Linked DNA regions of Anas platyrhynchos: region 1 is linked to region 2. Evidence: chromatin contacts called from public Hi-C data. All regions are on one chromosome and are shown on one strand. Each heading gives the region's core, a stretch centred on a gene start, on an enhancer-like site or on the middle of the called end of the contact. The rest is flanking DNA. Distances are from core to core; before and after follow the strand shown. Region 1 overlaps SLC39A8 (solute carrier family 39 member 8). Region 2 holds the start of SLC9B2 (solute carrier family 9 member B2).

Region 1 (6,755 bases), core at 231-2,730, 190 kb after region 2:
TGGTGAAGTTATGAGCTGAAAATAATCACTTATTGATAAGAAGTACTCATCAATAGGTTGTTAATACTAGCAATATAATCAGCCCCCTTCATAATATAAAAACGAACTTATTGTTAGAGCAAAAGGCTCAGAATCTGGGTTTTATATGTAGATTTTCAGTATAACTTAGAAACTCTGATCTTTTAAGCCAAAGACTGGAGAAAGAGTCAGAAAAGCTAAAATAAAGGCAATAGCTGGTGACCAATTCCTGTTTAGTAGCACATGTAACCTTTATTCTTTCCTACTTTGCAAACAAACAAGCAATGTGTCAAGCAAACAAGTCTCCAAACTGTGGTTTGGATTGACATAGACGCAAAAACACTTAATCTTATTTTGATCCTCCAATAACATGCAGTAAGTAGTATGTCTTTTCTTTTTTTTCTGGTTGTATTAATTACTGCAACTTGTATGAAGATGAAAACTGAATAGCTGCCACAGGTCAGTCTCCTGATCTACCAATAGTTTAATTAAGCTGGGGCTTTAAAACCTTGGAAGAGCATTGAATAAACTTGAAACTGGAAAAGGTGAGATTTGATCAAATTACATACAACTCATCTTCTACATCTTCTCAATGTTTTATGTGACAAAGTAGCATCATTAGCCGACAAATGCTCTCGCTAAAACTAGAGCTAGTGATTCCCTCTCTAAAAAATGCTCTGCTGTGAGCTGTACAAGCTGAAACAGAAATGCTGAGCAGGAAGGTAACCTGCAAAGTAGATTACTGCACTATAAAACTGATGCCTTTTATCACTGTGACCTACATTTTAAAAAAAGAAATCCACCTCTACTAACTTTCATCCAATATGACCTCAAACTGTCAGGCACCGCTGCATCTCAGATGTTTATTAGTTCTTGATGTGAAGAAATCTTATACTCAACTTTTTTTAAGGGAAAAATACTTCAAAAGTCATTGATCTTTATCCCCCCTTCCTCCCCACATAAACATGTAACTCCTTACTTGTGACAAAATTGACAAAATACTGTAAATGTGAAGTCATGAAATGTTCAGGTAGTGCCACAAATGAGGACATTATCATCTCAAGCTACCAGGAACCTTGTGATTTTTCTGAGGACTGCAGCAGAGTTTCTCACTCAGACTGTGATTCATGTTTGTACCAGAACAGGTCAGAGATTTCAGTGGAGAAGCCTGATCACATGAAGTGCATGTCCAAACCTGTTACAGTTCTTTACCCAGGGGCCAAAACCAACCACGAGTCTTTCTTTTCCTTCACGTTACCCCTTAGCAGAAAAACAGCTATTTAGATTTATTATGTTTGTTATTAAGTTGTCTTAATAGCTATGCAAAGTGCCCTTTTTCCATGCATATATCAAAGCCATATCATGGAAAAAACACGATCTGCCTCCTTTTAACTCCTGTGTGTGCTTCAGTGCCAAGACTGCTGTAAGGGCCTCCTCTGGACTCTGTTTAGAATGTGTGCAATCAACAGAATACGTTGCCAAATCCTTGCTGGTCATTTCTATTAAGGGAAGCTCCCACTGGTTTTGATTGCTAAATCTTTTCCATTTTGGCTTGCGTGGAAATGCTTGAAAGAGGCATTACAGAACAAACACAATGGATATAAAATATGTAAGACGGTGTATTTCTGATCTAAATAAAGGAAATCACCTCAAAATTAATCCTGCCCTCAAATCCATAAAGAAAATAGTTGTATTGTTTTCAACATCTAGCTTAAAAAGGAGTATGACTACTTGAACAGTTTCCAAAATTTCCAGATTTGGTAATGTTCACAAGTCAGACTTCTGTTAGTCAAGTACTTCTCCTGAACTATGAACAGCAGCTCTGGAATCTCCAGACTTGCTAAAATATATCTTAAAAAAAAATAAAAAAAGAGGGCAGTGTGTCAGACTTCCTTCATTAATCTAAACTTGTTTAATGAGGACCAGAGAGGAAATTCTGAGTAAATGGAGTCAATATTTCAGCATCTGTCTTGGCCACATAAGAGAAGAGACAAACTTGAGAGAGAACAAACAGAAAAAGCCCCAGTGGATTTCCATCTAATCCATCCCATTAAACGCTAACCTGCACAGACAACTGGGTACTGTGTGCTGCTTGCCACAGTGTGAAGGGTTTCCACAACAAAACCAGATGCCAAAGAATTGTAGTGCACCAGAAGGTCACAGAGCTAAGGAAATGACTTAAAATAACAGTTTTCTAAACATTCTATAGGTTAGCAGAGAGAAGAAACTATGTGTTTGAGGGTACCAGTAAAAGCACATTGGCACTGCGGTCACCTGATGAAGATCTCATCACCTGATAGGAGGCTAATTAAGATGTCATATGACAGCCTGAAGAGCCCCACCAGGAGCTCAAAGTTTAGTTTCTCTAGAGCTGCCATAGTGCATGGTTTATTGCATATGGAATTTGTGAGATACTTACCAAAAGGGTGAGTTTAAGTGCTTTTAAGATGCCATTTTTTTCCCACTTTTCCTGAGCTCTACAGAGTAAAAGTGTGGAATGATGAGAAATCTTTCAGAAAACCTTTCTAAACCTTTCTATTTTTGAAGAACTCATGTACTTTGTGATCCTGTGGCAAGGAATCTGTTTCAGCTTCCTGAGGGATTTAGGGCTTGGTTCTGCAGAGAAAATGTTAAGTTGTGAGCCTGTCTCCTGGAAGAGACGGTCTGTACCCTCTGAGTGTTTTTAGGCTATGCCTTAACAAGATTCACCAGAATTGGCAGAACTGTGGCACTGTTGATGAGCACTGTAAGCTTGTGATCAAGGAAAGCCCCAGCATGAAAAACAAGTAGAAGGAATGAACTAGCAGGAGTTGAGCTGCAGAATGTTATAGATGCTCTGCTTGCCAAGGCAAATGGGTAACTGGGTGAAGGCGGGGGCTCTTGTTTCCAGCTGTGTGGAGGGGCTTTTGAGAAGTGCTAGAGAGGAACTGACTCTTTGGTGCAATGGGTAAGAGTGACACAGGGAGGTTCTGCAGACAAGTTTAGGCTGTGACATAGAAAACCAGAAAGCAGAACCCCCAAACATCACTTTCCGAAATGTGCTTAATGTTACATGAAGTATCCGCCGGAGTTGGAGAGTTAGCTTCAAAATCCAGCTGAGAAAATGACGTATGGAGGAAGAGTTGAAAATCACTGGGAAGTGGGCACACACAATGTGAGAGGTTCCATAGCAAGGTGCACGCCATGCCTAGGGATCTTGGTCCTCCAGTTACTTCAAATGAAGACCTGCCTACAGAAACCAATATGCCAGAGGCTGAAAGATTTTGATCTTTCCTTTGCTATGGGGTCAGGATGCCTTAGGGTGTGATCCATCATGCACAGATTGGGCTGTAGCCAGAGGTGTACCACTGGATTTCCTTCGTAAATTTATAGAGACGCTCTTAAGCTCTAACTTTGAGGAGGTGAAGGACACTGAGTTGTTTTTCTATAGCTTCTAAGGAAGTTCACCTCTTCCAATTGATCTGAAATGAATATTTATCATCAAACTAAAACAATACTGGTAAAGAGACCTAAAATTATTCTAACAGTTTTTACCACGTACAGAACCTGAAATGTAGTGGGTTATATTGAGATCTGCAATCCCATGATCGGATTCACTCTTTAATCGTCTAAGTCAAATAGTGGGCAATAATTAATTTAGATAAAATTGGTGCTGAGGGTAAACAGGGATATTTTCTTTATTGAAGCCTGCCTAGTTTGGGGCCGGATTTCCAGGTCTCAGAGCTAGCTTCAGTGCTGAATGCTGTAGTGGGTTCATTACAGTGTGATGCAAACCATTTCACTTTTGGCAGTACAGATACAGATCATCAAGTCCAGCACTACTGACTTGACTGTTGTTTTCTTTGTGGTAACTTTGCTTTGTTTTTACCTTTTGTCTTAATACAAAATTCGTTTTAACAGCAGTAATCTCCTTAAAGCCATGCTCTCAAGGTTGTTTTGTTAAGGACTGGATCTAATGTCTCCTTAAAGGACATCAATGCTAAGGCTAACTGATACTTGAAAAACAAACAAACATAAGACCAACAACAACAGACAGTCAGGACTCCAGTGTGTAGGTGGAGGGAAGCCTTGGCTGCTGAAGTATTAGGGCTACAAGTGGCTGAGAGGCTGCAACTTTCAACTTTGTTGTGCCTTGACAGTGTTCTCTGGCAGGTAAGGACCAACTCAAAAGGTGATTGTGAAGCTGCATTTATAATCTTAATTTTGTTTGGCTTTATTGTAGGTATAAGTAACATTAAAAAAAGCCATGGGCACATCAACAACATGCCTCCAGCCTCAGTGTTACCAAGTTTCACTGAACAAGATACAGGAATACATGTACAGCAAGGAAAATAGGACAAGATACCGCTGCTCATCTGGCAAACAGGGACTTGGAGGGGTGAATAAAAGATAATATCATGTAAGTAAAGATAGTCATGGAGTATTTTGGGGAGGGTATGGGTGTTGGTACATAAAGATATACTACCTACATGAACACTGATGTAGTGTTGCTGAGTCTGATACTATAGCCATAATATTCTTTGTATAACTGCATGCACAAAAATATATAACTTGTGATGTTTGGGTTACACCTTAACTGTACCAGGCTCATTAAGGAGCTTAGGAAGAATTTGAATTTAGTTTGGTTTTACTAGCTCCAATCCTGTGGCAGACAGGCCAAATTTGTTTAACTCAGCAGAGAATCAGTTCTACTTCTGTCCAGATTTTACCACTAATCTGGATTTCTCTGTTTTCACACTGAATATTGAATCACAATCCATAAAACTGAATCTTATGGTTCTAAGTGATTTTTTTTAAATGCCTACTTCAGCTTTTGCCACTTGTCCAGTGTTTATCAAACACAAGAGAATGATATATTTTTGAAGGAAATCATACAGTATTGCTTCTAGATATCAAAATATGCCCAGGTGGCCATAAATTCTGTTCTAAAAAAAATACAGTGCATCTCCCTTCCCTGAGAAAGATGACTTAGCACACCCCAAAGAGAATTAACTCTACTTTCTTAGACCCAAAGCATGATCAAATTCCAGCGGGTTATAAAAAAACAAACAAACCACCAACCCTTTGGAAACAAGAACATTTTACATCTTATTATTCTGACAACCAGAGAGAGAAGGCTGCTTTTTTGTCTTCATTCTGACTGTACTCCCACAACCGAATTTCACGAAACAGGCAAAATAAATAACTGTAGAACTGCTGCCACCTACAGTCTGGCTGTAAAAATGTCAACTTTGGGAAGAATACAGAAGTAGTAGTAATAACAGGGTGTTAGTCACCCACCCAGAATGATATAATATAATGTAAATAATTTAAGGTACAGTTAGGATTCACATAAGGATCCTGAAGTGCCTTTCTGAAGGATACTTTAATCATCACCTGTTTGCCTAGCTTGCATTACAAGAGTTGATTTTTCTTGCAAATGCTAACAATTCACACCCTAACGTCTCCTCGCTTTCTTTTGCTTACGTTATGCAGTGAACCATTTTTAGAGACACCAGATGTAAGGATGAATAATGTTACTACTGGTACCCCAGAAGAGAATGCTGTTGCACCAGCTAAGCTGAGGTGAGGCATGCCTTGGGAAGCGGGAGTGTTCCAAAAGACTTGGTTTCAGAGAGATTGTATTCACACTGTAGTAGCTCTCTGTTCTCCCTGACACTAGGGAAACTAAAAGTTGAAGCAAGAGGTGAACCAGAAGAGGAGTCCCAATAGATCGTGCAGATAAAAACTACATAGACTGAGAATTCAAAGCTGTAGTCTTTGGGAAGTTCCTTATTGCTGCCAGTAAAGAACATTTTTTTTCTTTTCCCTCTGGCTAATGTTTTTTTCTGGTGGACATCTTCCAGTATTTGGAGGATTTAGTCTTAAGAAGGCAGGAAGCAGCATGTCTTTTGGGAAACTGTCATCCAACTTAAGGGAGAAGAAAATTTTGAAAACAACTCAGATCAGTTGCAAGGATGTATTTTCCTCCTTCCTCCCCTCTTTAACCAGACAATGTGGTGACGATGTGTTCAAGTGGCTGTATTTGTATATCTCTTCTGAAAGTAACACAGGCACTTAGCTTTTTTCAAAGCCTCTTTATAAAACATGTATTTAACATGTTTTTTTCACAACCTATTTTTTTACGCTTTAGACTACAGTAACAGTATGTTTAACTCCACTTGATGGCGATGTAAATATAGACAGTTTTATTCTGTTAACTATATTAACTCTTGCTTTAGCTGTTTTAAAAGCTTGTCAGACTGTAGCCACCTTTTCAGGTATTTATAAGTATTCAATCAAATTCGACTCAGGTGGTCCTAAATGGTCAAGGAGGCTTAAATTTTTCACTGGCTTTTGAAAATGATCACTTGCATGCCTATATATATATATATATATATATATATTTTTTTTTTTTTTTTCAAAATGAAGACCTTTCACATAATCAGAGCACACAAATTAGAAATTGAAGGTAAGCCAACAGGACGATGTATACAGTCTCCTGGCGGCTGCTGCTATTGCCATCATCTAGGAACAGATGCTGCAGGCTTGTGACTGACTGTAAGTGGAGGAAATTCAAGCTGTGAGGAAGTCTGGCATTGATGGGTGAGATATCCATTGCACTGAAGGGTCTTATTTTGGCTCTGGTTTTAATAATAAGTTATATGCTCAGAGCAGGTAATATTAGTTGGGAATTTAGGATCCTTCAGGACTGGATATTCAACCCCCATCCTATCTCCTCTTCTGGTGATGAAATA
Region 2 (7,007 bases), core at 1,826-4,325:
TTAATTCAGACTTAATGTTTCTATCTATCAGTAATCTGTGTCTCCTCCAGTGTTTCTGTGAAGCTACCAACTTTTTCCAGTCTGGTCATGGGTTTTCAACCATGTGCGATTCCAGTTTTGTAATATATTCCATTATATTTCTGTACTGATATAAAGTACCAACTCAGTTCTTTACCTCACTTTTCTGCACCATCTCAATTTTCATTTAGTTCCCCTTGTAATTATAGGCGGACCTAGTCATATTCTGCTCAGCTGAATGGAACTAACAATATCATAGTGTAAGATATTATTCCTGCAGGTAAAATCTGAGAAGTCTAGCTTATGTGATTTTGCCCATCCAGGATGTGTTTTCATCTTAATGCCTCTAATACTATTTTTTGCTACACTCCTCTGAGTTAATCAGGATTCCATTTCTAAGTTTGTTTATATTGTATTTATCCAGACCTCTTTGTAATACAGGCAACAGTGTTTCCTTATACTTAACAGCTGTAAATATATATACATAATAATGAAAAATTGTTACCTTTTATGTAATTTCAGTCTGCCTACATGACTGGCAACGAACTCATCATTGATGGAGGATGGAGCTTGTGATCAACTCTACCTGCAGATGGAGACTTACACTATTAAAGGCAAGAAGTGAGGGTCATGTTTCTCAGTTAAGAGTTTGCATAGATTTAAATCACTCACATGATGTCATCCATACAAATCTGGTGCATTTTTATGATTGTGATCTATTTCTAGATTGATTTTACAGATTCACTTTTCTCTAAATGGTGAAACATTGGAGTAAAACATATTTCATGTTGCTTCTTTTTATGGTAACTCCTGGAGCATGAGCAGGATTTTAGCCTTTCAGATATCAATGTGCAAAGAATATTATTTAAGATACAAGATAAAAATCTTACTTTAAGCAAATCTAAATTAAAGAAATTAAATACTACCCTTATTTTCAGTCTGCAAAATATTTGGAGGTTGACAATTAGACTTCCTACCAGCATTAGCAGGCTACCCAGAGAAAACAGACTACTTTTAAACCAGCTGAACAATTACTGAACTAAGTGTGGTTCGAACAACAGAGGACGGCAGAAATAATAGCGTGTTTGAATCATTCTGTAACTGTCGATAGATGCATCTATATTAGAGAGCATACTAGTTCTTGCAAATTATATGTTAAAGTCCATCCTGCTTTGCAAATTATGATTTTTTTCTGTTCTCTGTAATAACTGTAGAAAAATGATCTGTGTTGAATTGTTGAAAAGAATCTGTCCCAAGTCTGACAACACTTAGAAATCCAAAGTGGAAGGTGCCTTTGTCAGATGGTCTCTGACCATCTGACAAATGTATAGATACATAGTAAATGGGCACAACAAATTCCTGCGCATACAGTAAAGAGTCGGTGTACATGCACAGCTGATTTATGCAACTGCAATATCCTTTTTCCACCTATGGAAAGGGAAGTTAGGCTGTTGGAATCTGGAGAAATAGTAAGTCATAGCCCAAAATACAGAACAACAGATTGCAAGTAGAAGCAGTATAACTAGCAGCCTTGTATAGTTTCAGAGGTTTGGGGCTTTTTGTTCAAGCATACAAAGATTATAGACACTGTTTTCATGAAGTGGAAATGATGCAGATGAACCTGCTGTAATAGCTGTTAAAAGGCTAAGGCTTATGGCACGTAGAGAGCATAGAAAATCATAGGTAGTTTTGCAATCACTTTGAAAATGAGTGTATTTGCTAGTCCCGAAAAGTTGTACTAGGAGAATGACATGACCATTAATATGTCATTAATAGTATAGATTAATCCTAAAATTATCTTGGAATTCTTCACAGCGTCTTTTCTGTCTGCATTGTACAGAAAGTACTGTGCAATGATGTCACTGGTAGGCGTGTATACATAGAGAAGTATTCTGAAAAAGACAGATGGATCTTCATGAACACGTTTGACTTCTGGCAAGTCAAAGGAGTGAGTTTTACCACTTTATCCACAGCCAATATATTCCCCTTCCAAAAGGATACACTAATGAATGTATTGCTGGACAAATACTGCCAGCTCTGTAGACTAGGTGCTAGGCTTAGATAATCTATTGCTGAATTCTCAAATACCAATATTGGTCTTGCTAAAACACAGACTTAAGTTTCTATAAGAGCTTGTGCTGATATTTTTGTTGTGGTAGCACATTGAAGCTTTGATTATGAATCAGAAATCTATTGTGGTAAAGGCTCATACTCTGGAGAGGGGGGAGAAATCACAACCCAAACATTTAAGGCAACAGGCTGGAATTCCAAATCTTTTTGGTTTGCTAACATACCATTAAAATTTACGTGAACAACAAATTTAAAAGACTGACTTCCTATAAATATGGCTGTGTTAAGAAATTCAGCATAGCTCTGTGAATCTAGTCTGTGAATGAAGCTGTATGCAATTGCGTTTTTTTTCATATCTATGAAATTGGTATAGATATGGGGGGAATAAATGATCAATGAGTTTGATTGGTCAGTAATCAGAAATCATGGGGGAAAATGTACTCTATTTTATGCATTTTTCTGTAATGACTGCCATGTTTTTAAGTGATTGCTTAATTTTTTTGATATTTGCTGAACCATTAATAGAGATTGATTTCAAAGACGTGCAACATGTCTGGTTAACAGCAAGCTTCTTGTTTGTAAAACTGTACTTAAAAGCTTAAAATGAGAAAGCATTGTGGAGGCCGTATTCCTCAGACTTGTTATGGGTTTAACTCTTAGCTTTAATCACGGCTGGGACGTTCTGATCTGTGTAGTTGGTTCATGGGATTTTGGGCATGTTCTCTAGTATTTCAATAAAGTGACCCAGCAGCCAAGCAGGATAAAGTTGAGGCAAAAATCCAAAGTTATCCAAAACAGCTCCACCGATGCTCACTGAGGTAAATGAAAATGCTGAAAGTTCAGGCCAACAGGATACAGTTTGTGTTTTCAGAGCTTAATACGAAGGCCAAAGTTGTCGTCCTGTAGCTGGTACAGAAGGCTGGCCTTGGAAAGGATCTCCCTGCTGCAGCAGGTCAGGAAACTTGCACTGTCCATTTTGAAAACAGAACTATGAATCTGAGAGAAACTTCAATATACTTATTGCAAAGAGAACTTCATTAGTAAACGTTTCTAAGCTCTCTGGTGACTGTCATACACCAATGATACTCAGATGTGTTTTTTTTTGATAAAGCACACCTGCAAGAAAAGGAGAAGCCATCCACTTATTATATTACAATAAAAGCACAGGGAGATACATTTTTCAGTGAAGTTAGTTGTCATGATAAACATGATAAACAACATGATAAAACAAAAAAAAGCATATTTCTGTCTCTTGCTTTGCTAGCAGAGCATGTGTTGCATTTCAGAATTTGAGCTGTTCACACATCGACATATTTTCACGGATGTCTAGGGGGCATGTCCATGTCATGGATGGTCTAGGAGGCTTTTTCCCCAGAATTATCAAAGGAGAATGTTTTTAAATACCCCTGTGACTTCTTAATTCCCTGGTCTGTTTTTATGGATCTGGGTTATCTCATTTCATCTCCTGTCACCCCAGTGATGATATGAAGAGGAGTGTGACTCTTCAGATTTTAGGGCAAGCTTTTCTCTTGGGGAGGCTTTAAGAGATGTCTCACCTTCTGAGCATTTCAGGGAAATTTAATCTGATCACAAAACAGCTTTTTTTTTTTTTTTCCTTCAGATTTGCAGTTGCTTTTGCTGCGTGTAATGCTACAAGGAGCAAAGTAGCAACGTGTTGCACTTGAATCTACTTTCACATGCTCCTCCCAGCATGGCTTGCAAAATGAGATTGCGAGAGCAGCTCTCTTATCCCCTCGGGGTACTTACAGCTGAGGTGGGCACCCTCGCTCCTTTGAGAAGCAGCAGGATTTTCTCAGGAGCACCACAGATGTGCAAATGCTTTCATTTTCTTGCCTGTCCCAGTGCAGTTCCTCTAAGGTGCTGTGGGCTCAGGGCTGCTCCATTGCCCAAACACCCCTGACACCTGCCTTCCACCCCAACCCCTCCACTGCCCCGGGGGACCACTATCTACAGCACCAGGAGATAAAGTGACATCTGGGAAGCCTTTATAGGTCCCCCCAAGCTGCAGATTGAGGGCCTTGCTGCTTCATCTTGTGGAGCTGTGGAGGAGGGACTGCGCTGGACTAGCGGCAGCAGCAGGGGAGGAGGAGCCAGAGCTGGCACGGAGCTGTTCCTGCTTACAGGGAGCGGATTAGCACCTCTCCATCTCCGTGTGCTGGAGGGGCTGCCCAGGGGCATGGTCTTTTCTCTGAATGCTGCCGTTCCCCAGGTAAGTTTCCCTCCGTCCTGTTGCATCTCCATCCCCTGCAGCTGGATGCAGCAGGAGGAGCAACCCAGGGACTGCTCCCCAGCTGTGCAGGGCGGGAGCTGCTGGGGGAGGTGGGGAAGGAGATTGCATCAGGGTTTCCTTACGCCTTTTTTCTGGGTGACGGCTGTCGCTTTTTGTTTAAATCTGAGCATTAGTTGCTCTGGCAGTGCTGGTGGCATTTTGTTTGCGTTCCTTTCTGGGCTGTGTGCGCGCAAAGCAGACTGTTGACCGTCACCAGGGCAATAGGGCTAAAAATATCGGCATGCACATGCTGCCCGTCAGTCATCTTTTGAGCCCTGCTCTCCCCCGCTTTTCTTCTCCCTCCTATGAAAAACAAGTAAAATCAGAGGATCTAATAAAAACTGCTATAAAAAGCCTTTCTTTTTCAACAGTAAGGGAAGTATATTTTACAGAGATGTACTCAAATAAGCCTGGTACTGGCTGGTTTCCACAATACAAGCCTTAACAGGGGGCTGTGAGTTCTGCCACATGGTTTCTCAATCCCTGATTTTGTTTGCACGGAGGGTGACGTTTTGTTTGCTTTTTCCTCTGTGTATGTCTTTTTTCTTGTGTATTTGGGGGCTTTTTTGTTTTCTTTTGTATGTGTGTTGTGTTTTTTTTGGGGGGGAGGAAGGTTGGTTTTAAAATGGGCCTGTGCTTTGCTTATGAACCAACTACTTGCTTTGAGCTCATTCATCCCACTTCCTATCACTCAAATGTAGCTGCAGTAAGAACCTGACAGGATGAAGACCTGTTCCCCAAAGCCCAAAGGCAGAGCGCACGCTATCACATTCCTCTATTCCCACCTTGAAACAATCCCTGCCCAGCAGCAGAGAACCCCATCCCCTTGCTCAGTGAATCTTTCCTCTCCTTTATGCCACTGTGAGCAGGAGTCATGGTCAGTCTACAGCACTTCTTCTCTGCAGCTCCTTCTCGGTCACTCTCGTCCCCTGTGCTGTGGGGTCCCACCCACGGCATGCAGTCCTTGGTGAACTGATCCGGCGTGGGCTTCCCACAGGCAGCTGCTCTTCCAGAACTGTGCCAGATGTGGGTCCGTACCACAGGGTCCATCCCTCAGGAGCAAACTGCCCCAGCACGGGTCCCTCACAGGCAGCAGCTCCTGAGGAAAACCTGAGGAAATGGTTAGTGAAGGGAAGGAGGGAAGAGCTGGTAGCTTGCTGATGCGTTCTAGTCCAGTGACTAGACTGGCATTTGTGGATTCCTGGCCCCGGTGCCTAGGCAAAATCTTGAATCTTTCCTGGAATTTTAGATCTTGAATCTTTCCTCTGAGGAAAAACAGAAGTATCACTTATGATGCTTTAAAAAAAAAAAAAAAAAAGACTGCCACTGCTATTTGGATCCACAAACAGTAATTAAAAATGTAGGAAGGTACTGAAAGTAAATATCTTCAATTCAAAAAGAAAAGAGAGCAAAGCCATTAAATTGGAATACACTGAAACTATGGTTTTGTATTCTTTCTCTATGCCTTAGCTACATCTCAATCCAGTTTCATATCAGAACAACTCAAATAAAACCACCCAGGTGTTAAAACAGCCCTGTCTTTGCTCAAGAGATCTTTCCCAGATCTCAAACATATTATAAACCCAAGGCTTGATAATTGTGAGAATTAGGTCCCTGATTTGCTTCCAGCAATTCATCAAGGAAGGAATTTGTTGGCTCAAGCATTCTGGCACAACTTGAGTTGTGTTTTATACGGCCAGAGTAAGGTACAGGGCTTCAAGAAAAAGCTGTTGGCATTGATAGGTAGTCGGTGGAGCTGCTGTGACAAAGAACTCTAAGCCTTGTCTTCAGACATGTGCATGCAACTCTTATTAACTCAGACTTGTGAAATTACAGTAAATATCCATATACAATTTCATTTAGGACACTGACATATCTCTTGTTACCATCAACAGAACCAGCAATGGACCATTTAATCTAAGTAAATACGATGATAATTACCCACAGTCAGCTTGGAGCTTACTATCCCTCTCTCTGAGAAGTATCTTTCATTGGATATAAGCTGTAAAAAAGAGCCATGTTTTCTCAGCCTTGTAGAATGCAAGTTGTGTATATTCTTCAAATTGGGCTGTGAGGTTTGTTTTTTTTCACCTGTTTTATAAGGAAGAATATAATATCATTGAAAAGTTTTGTGTATGGAAAATAATATTACTTCTGTAACTTTTCTATCTTTGTTGCTTTCATTAGGTTTGCCACAATGGTGAAAGAAGGTATGTTAAATGAGAATGAGGATTCTGAGCCATCCCTATGTGAGAGAAATAGCATGATTCCCATGCATGAGAAAAGTGAGGTAATTAATTAGCATCTCAAAGTACAGCTTTAGTTAGAAGAACCCTCCTTTTCCTTTCTCTTTTCTTGCTGCATCTGTTAAACTGCTGAACAGAATGCAGAGAGAAATCTGTGGGAATTTCTTATCATTAACAGAAGTTCAGTTTTAAAAAGTGTGTTACGTTGGATTGCTGGAAATCACTGGCTACAATTTCAGCCTGTACTAGAAAATAAATCACTGTAAGATTCACAGTCAGCTGTGGAAGAGAATTAAATGGACTTGGGATTGCTTCTCTGTTTTCAAATTGTACAGATCAGTCTGATTGCTGAAGTTATTCATGTATCTCTTCCCTTTTTTCAA

Evidence for each region. Hi-C and Micro-C count contacts between places; a contact is called where the count stands out from the background.
Region 1: a contact with region 2 is called in a Hi-C map of liver, with 1.8 times the contacts expected there. The contact joins the enhancer-like site here to the promoter of SLC9B2 in region 2. A contact is called at or near these places in 2 of 8 Hi-C or Micro-C datasets (liver and subcutaneous adipose tissue).

The regions. Positions count from the first base shown.
Region 1 is chr4:9,979,706-9,986,460 of IASCAAS_PekinDuck_T2T, forward strand. SLC39A8 (solute carrier family 39 member 8) reads left to right here. Exons shown (of 12, transcript XM_072036969.1): 3 at 4,241-4,417; 4 at 5,494-5,583. Among named protein-coding and RNA genes, the nearest start is that of SLC39A8, 11 kb to the left of the region's middle. Within about 2 kb of position 1,481, at least 2 of the 8 cell types and tissues checked have an H3K27ac peak or open chromatin away from gene starts, as enhancers often do. A contact at or near this core is called in subcutaneous adipose tissue, where this site is marked.
Region 2 is chr4:9,784,285-9,791,291 of IASCAAS_PekinDuck_T2T, forward strand. It overlaps SLC9B2 (solute carrier family 9 member B2), which reads left to right and starts at 3,076. Exons shown (of 13, transcript XM_072036965.1): 1 at 3,076-4,318; 2 at 5,376-5,499; 3 at 6,566-6,668. The coding sequence starts at 6,576. BDH2 (3-hydroxybutyrate dehydrogenase 2) reads left to right here. Exons shown (of 10, transcript XM_072036970.1): 10 at 541-2,636. The coding sequence ends at 594.